Linked DNA regions of Gossypium hirsutum: region 1 is linked to region 2. The links are chromatin contacts, called in public Hi-C maps. All regions are on one chromosome and are shown on one strand. Each heading gives the region's core, a stretch centred on a gene start, on an enhancer-like site or on the middle of the called end of the contact. The rest is flanking DNA. Distances are from core to core; before and after follow the strand shown.

Region 1 (3,203 bases), core at 11-2,510, 130 kb after region 2:
ATTTAGTCAAATTGTTGCTTGTTGGAAGGAAAAGCTAACTAGACTATTAAAATTTTAAGTACATTAACTTGGTAACTTGCGTGATTGTCCATGTGTACTTCATAAAAATTAAAAATAAAAAATAAAAAATTTAAAATATTTCAAGAAGTTCAAAAAGTTCATACTTTTTTTTTCTTTTATAAAAAAACTATCCATGTCAGTAATGAAGTACATGTTGATTGCCATGTAAGCTACCATGTCAACATCTTTAAAACTATAGGAGTTTAATTAGTTTTTTCATCCGGAAGGCATCAACTTGGATATATTTGAAGGGTTGTGTATCAACATGATAAAAAAAATTAGGTCCAATTTGACAAAAGAGATAAATGTACTTAGAAGCTAAATTCTTTTTTTTTTTAAATTTAAGTGTGTCCAATGTTGGCAATGGCTTTTCTCATAAGGGATGGAAACATCTATGGAATCTCAAAGTGGTTCATAAGATAAAAAAGATTTATTTGGAGATCTTGTCACAATGAGGTTGCTACCAAAGAAAACCTTGTTAAGAGATTGAGGGAAGTGAACCCTAATTGTTTGAGATGTGAGGAGGAAATGGAGTTAGTTGAGTGTGCACTCTTTTTCTGTCCCTTCACCAAGGTAGTCTAGGGAGTTTCGGGTTTTAGGTATTGATTTTGGAGGGAGGATTCTCAAGCTTTGAGGACTGGTGGGTAAGCATTTATGCGCACCTTCTGTTCTTTTTGTTCTTAAAACTTGCTCGCCCTTATGTGTTGGTATATATGGAAATTTGACAGTCACTCCCTTTTTGAGGGCCCTCCTCTAACTTGATAACGGTTTGGCAACAAGTGCTCCAAGACTTCACTTGCTCTTTTTGAGTCATTAACTCATAGTAGGGGCCCTCAATTTTAGGATGCTCAAGGGAAAAAAAGATAAGAAATGGTCTAATGTAATTCTTGAGTCTGATTGCTTTAATGTGATTGCCAAGATATTATTCTTGTTTTTGTTTGTTGTGAATTGTTTTTGGTTATCAAATTATGAAAAGTAGTAAAATATGGTCCACCTATTTACTTGTAAAAGTGAAAACACCCAAAAATCTAAAACAATTGGGAAAAAACAAAAATAAAAAAATTAAGTAACCATTTTTATTTGAAGGATGTTTTCTTAATGACCGGATGGTTAATCCACACCATGAGCTTCAAACACTCTTCTTCCTGTAGTAACTGTGTTTGTTAAAGAAGCAAAAAGTTGCACCGCACCGATCACACTCAACAATACAGAGCAACGAGTAGTTATTGCGGAATAGAATTAAAACAGCAAAAAAAAAAAAAAAGTCGTTCCAACCGATCAAATACCTTGTGATTCTCTCTCTCACGCGACTTTTATGAGTGACATCTCTCTTATAACCAACATTATTCTGTCAAAAAAAAAAGTTCTTTAATTTCAAAACTAGTTATAAACTCTCTTATAACCAACTTTTATGAGTGACATCTCTTATAAAAACTTCATTTTATGAGAATAAAAATATACAAAGTTAAAAAATAGTTAATAAAACGTTAACGAATTTTCTATCTTTAGCCCTTCCATTCTTTCAGGCCAGCGAAGCATTTAAAGGCATTCTCACCACAAACTTTTCCTGTATATAATTATTATAAACTCTCTCTCATTTTCCCCTCCCCTCGCTGACAAACATTTTTTTCTCTCACTTTCAGCTTTGCATTTCGTCTCTTTTGGGGAAGGTGGTTTGATATGGGGGCCTCCTGGATTTTGCCAGATCTCGGAACCGAGATCCTGATCCCGGTTTGTGCCGTGATTGGAATTGCCTTTTCTCTCGTTCAATGGATTCTCGTTTCCCGGGTCAAGCTCTCTCCCGGTCGAGACTCTGGTGCCCCCGGTAACAACGGTGCCGCTGGTAAAAACGGCTACGCTGATTACCTCATTGAAGAAGAAGAAGGTCTCAATGACCACAATGTTGTTGTTAAATGTGCTGAAATCCAAAACGCCATCTCTGAAGGTTGGTACCCTCTTCACTTTTTATTTTTTAAAGCTTTTTTCGATCTGGGATTTCGAAAAAAAAAAAAAAGAGAAACTTTCGGTCTTTCCTTATGTTGTTTTTGTTTTTGGTTTTCACGTTTGAATTACTTAGCCGTAATGGGTACTCGGAAAAAAACGTGTTTTTTTTTTCTCGCTGTCGTGAGACATTTCGATTTTTATGTTGTGAAAGTTTAGATCTTCAGTTTCACATTATATTATGTTATTTATTGATATTGGATTTCTTGGTTTGTCTGTATAAATTTTGGTGATGTGGTTTAACTTAGAAGAATGAGTTTTGGAGCACGAGGTTTTCTGTTTCACCATGCTTTCCTTGTTAAAGTTTTAGTTTTTATTTTTAAAAAACAAAATATTCTTATATTCATTTTATGTATTCAAAAGCCATGAAAAACTACAGCATGTACAAGCTATCTTTTATTTATATATATAAAAAAATGTGTGCTCCAATGAGTGTTTTCTTCAGATCGAAGTGTATGGTGATGGGGTAATTTGGAGTTTGGACCCACGTGTATTTATTAATTATATCTTACAATCAATATATGGTTAAGCTGGTGTGTTGATTTTCTGTTTGCACATTGAGAACATAATTGAGATCTAGGCTTTTTTCTTTCCTTTTTGTCTTTTTGGGTTTAAACTTTAGGTTTTGTAGCAGAAGCCATAATGGCATTGAAAGACTTTTGGACATTTCCTCATAATTGCATGCTTACTATGTGAAAATTTGTTCCAACTGATTAGTCTTCAGATTTGGATTTCAATGGAAAACTGAATGTTCAGGAACTAAATTTATTAATGAAATTCAACCCCTTTCGTTGAACTTGAACTAGATCTGGATATATTTAGAAAGAAAAACTGAAAAAATAGATCTGGAAGTTTTACTTTTTATGTGGCCTGATTTAAATTCCCAGTGGTTTGAACTCTTCAATTTTTAAAAAAAATTATGTGGGGCCTGAATTAAGTTTCTAGTGGCCATAACTCTTCACTTTGTATACTCTGAAAGAGTTACTTAACAAAGATATAGAAATGGATGATTTATTTACTTTGAAATATTTGTTTAGTTTCCTTCCTTTTTTACTGCTGTAACTTTTTTTTTATCTTGCTTGAATTGCTGTCATAGTAAAAGCTGATTTGAGCAAATGATGCACTGTTTCATGATAGATATG
Region 2 (3,323 bases), core at 286-2,785:
CCTGACAGAGATTATAAATTAAACATAGTTATGACCGTTGACTATATATGACCAAGCTGATGTGCTAAGATAGTTAACCCAAAAAAACATAGAGCCTTTCTATTGGGCATTATAAACAATCTGATTGAGTGACTTGAAATGAGATAAGATCAGAGACCAGGCATGCTTATATGCAACCCAAAAATGTCATCAGATTCAATTTCTTCCAACTCCATGCTACTATCTTTACTTTTGTCAAGTTGTTTCTTTCAATGAAGTAAAAGAAAAATGATACTAAAGTTGTATCTTCGGAGGTGTGTACCTTCAGTATTACCAGCTTGACATTAGGATCCTCCTCGTAGGCAAGAAAAAGTTCTAGTAACCGAGAAATCTGCCGTTGAAAGAGATAACATTATTACTATTTCATGTTTCAAACAATTAATGTGACCAAAAGGTCTTTGACAGACAATATATGATACTCATGCAGATAACATAGAAATAGAGAAGAAAAGCATGTGCAAGGTACAGATCCTGAATACACAATTTTCTTGTAAAGGACAAACTTGATAGGTTATCGTATGTAGTCAACAGTTGACAAAGAAGGCATGTAAAGAAGACCATAAGAACTAGCAGCTAGAAAAATAACTAGCATAAAAAATTGTTTGACCTTTCGGGCTAGAGACATTTGATCAAGCAACATGTGGTGCACCTAGGAACTGTTCTCCAGAAGGTGGTAAAATGCAAAAAATTTAAAAAATAAAAAATAGAAGGGCATTGAGCTTTTTTTTAAGGTGAGATTCTTTTTTACTAGTAACAGTACTAAAACTCATTGTATGACACAGGGGTAGTTCCCAAATACTGAAAGAGTTTAAGCAGCTTATTAAGAAGAGATCATACCATCTGAAATGAAAGGGCATTGAGCTGCTTAGGCCGGTTTAAGGTTAGAATTCTTGCGAAGGAGTTTTCTTCTACTAGAACCTGCAGAGGTAATGAAGAAATATAAGTGAACCTTCCCAAATATTACCAAAGCTAGTTAACGCAGTGAAGCAAGGAGAAATTCTCATTATCCAAAAAAAAAATGACATATTTGTAATTGAAATGGAAAATCAACAAGAAATTATTTCAATTACAAAGACAATAAAGGAAGTTGGAATTGATTTTAAGTTAATTGAAGCTCTATGGAGAAGCAATGAGAGAGAGGATAGGGAAGGTTTTATGGGTTATCTCCTAGAAAACACGATCTTCGGAATGCCAAATTAAGTCTTTGGAGTGAAGAAAAACATTAGAATACAGAATTTAAAATAATAATAATAAAAAACCCAAGATTGCAGAAAAGGGGGAAAAAGAAGGGGGAAGGACCTGATCATGTTGGGAAGAAACGGAGGAAGACATTGGATTGGAAGTTGAAAGTAGGAGGTTGGGTTATGAGAAGGAGGAGAAATAAGTGGGAAAAAATGAGAGGATAGATGTAAAGAAAAGAAAAATTGGGTCATAAAGAAGGCGAAGGTCTTTATCGGTTGGGTCTTGGTTCTTATTCTAACCATCCGGCTAGAGCCTAGAGATATCATCTTAAGATGACGTTGTTTTTAATTAATTTTTATCCTTTGCTAAAATGGGAATAAATAATTAATTATTGTGATATATGAATTTAAATGTTAGTTAGATTATAAGGAAATAATTATATGAGAAGTCATTTGGAATTACAAGCTCTACGGCTTAAACAAATCAACTTCCAACTCCATATTGGTAGTAGAGCTCTGGTGTTGTAGGTAAAAATGAATCCATTACTTCCCTCAAGTCCCAATGCTTATCACAGCTACTGATTAAATGCTAAAAATATATATTTTATGTAATTTAATTGGTCAATTTATGAGAATGCACCATTGATTTTTTCATGTTTATATTAAATTTTATACAGGGGTACAATTTGGGGATAAATAGAAGAAAAAGGAAACAATTGGGCTACATTGAAGAAAGGAGCAAAGAAGGTGGGCCAAAGCAGAATTTTTCCAAGATGTAATTAGCTGAAATTTTATGTTACTTAGTGGGAGATTATGTAGGGATTTTTATATCATGAAATATTTTATTTCCTCTAGTGTCTCTTAATTTGGCAAAGCCACTAGTATAAATAGGGGGCTACTATGTTCATTTATTCATCAAGTGTTTTTCATCAAGTTTTTAATCAAGCTTTCATCTTCTGAAATATAATCTTTCCTTTCTTCTTTATTTGCTGGCTTTAGTTCCTTATTTTCTTTTCCCATTTATTAATTTCCTGCCTTAGAAATATAACACTAGCAGCCAAACCTTGCGTCACCTACACCTACCCACCTACATTTCTTTTTCATTTATCCAACCCTCTTCAAATATGCCCAACTCCAACATGCCCCAAACATTAGTCAGCTAAATCCATTTCAGCTTTAGGCCGGTGTTAGCTTCGTCAAGGTCCGTGAGTTGCGAACCCCAACAATTCAATTCCTAATTTTCAGTATTTATTACTTCTCCGGATTAATAGTATGATTTTGTCAACTCACAAAGTCAAATAAACACTAAGTCAAAAAAGACGTCGTTTGAGTTAGTGTGGTTAGACATACAGTTGGAATTCCGAGGATCGATTGTCTAATCGGTTTTCCGTGAACACATTGGCGTGCCAAGTGGGGATTGCTGTTTGGTTCCGTCAAGGGAAGTAGTAACCGGATTTAAATGTCCCACGCGGTTGAGGACATTGGTTAGAGCTAGGCTCTTCTAAACAGCAAAGCTGCCAAAGTTTTAAACCACGAACGTTTCGTTGGTTGTTCGATCAGTAAGGGTTAGTTATAGGTCGTTCCATAACTAATTTACACAAGGAAGAGTTGGTGTCCGAGGCGTCCTTGGTAGCTATAACTAGCTTATTGGAAAAGAGGAGTTCATCTAATTTCGAGGATCGGTTCAAAGACGAGGAAAAACCCGTGCCTGAAGCTGAGCTAAGTTTAATTAATTTTTCTTCAGATTTATTTAACTGTTTTTATTATTTTATTTTTAGTTTTTACTTTTCACTCATTTTTTCCCTGTTTATTTCAGGTTTTCAATTTTATCCTCCCCCAAATTTCTTGGGCACGACAACTGCCCAGACACGAATCTGGTCGAGAAAGAGCAACGATTTTACGTGAACCCAGTCTCTGAAGGATCGACCCTACTCCCTATACTGCTTAAATTGCAAATTAGGCGTAGGTTTATATTGGTGGACTCGACAACCATCAGCTACTGATTTGAGTTAAAACATGTCCATCCCTGTCCTGCAATGTCCTTTTCTCAATACCACATTTGGGACTTCCCCATTAGCTCTCAAACAAAAAAATATAATTTAT

What was found. A called contact is a pair of places that touch in the nucleus more often than the background predicts.
Region 1: a contact with region 2 is called in a Hi-C map of leaf, with 5 times the contacts expected there. The contact joins the promoter of LOC107912554 here to the promoter of LOC107912542 in region 2. A contact is called at or near these places in 15 of 34 Hi-C or Micro-C datasets (anther, fibers, hypocotyl and 2 more).

What each region holds. Positions count from the first base shown.
Region 1 is chrD08:24,058,375-24,061,577 of Gossypium_hirsutum_v2.1, forward strand. It overlaps LOC107912554 (pyrophosphate-energized vacuolar membrane proton pump), which reads left to right and starts at 1,261. Exons shown (of 9, transcript XM_016840789.2): 1 at 1,261-1,605; 2 at 1,704-2,005. The coding sequence starts at 1,741.
Region 2 is chrD08:23,926,986-23,930,308 of Gossypium_hirsutum_v2.1, forward strand. It overlaps LOC107912542 (3-hydroxyisobutyryl-CoA hydrolase 1), which reads right to left and starts at 1,536. Exons shown (of 14, transcript XM_016840760.2): 1 at 1,339-1,536; 2 at 877-957; 3 at 302-370. The coding sequence starts at 1,371.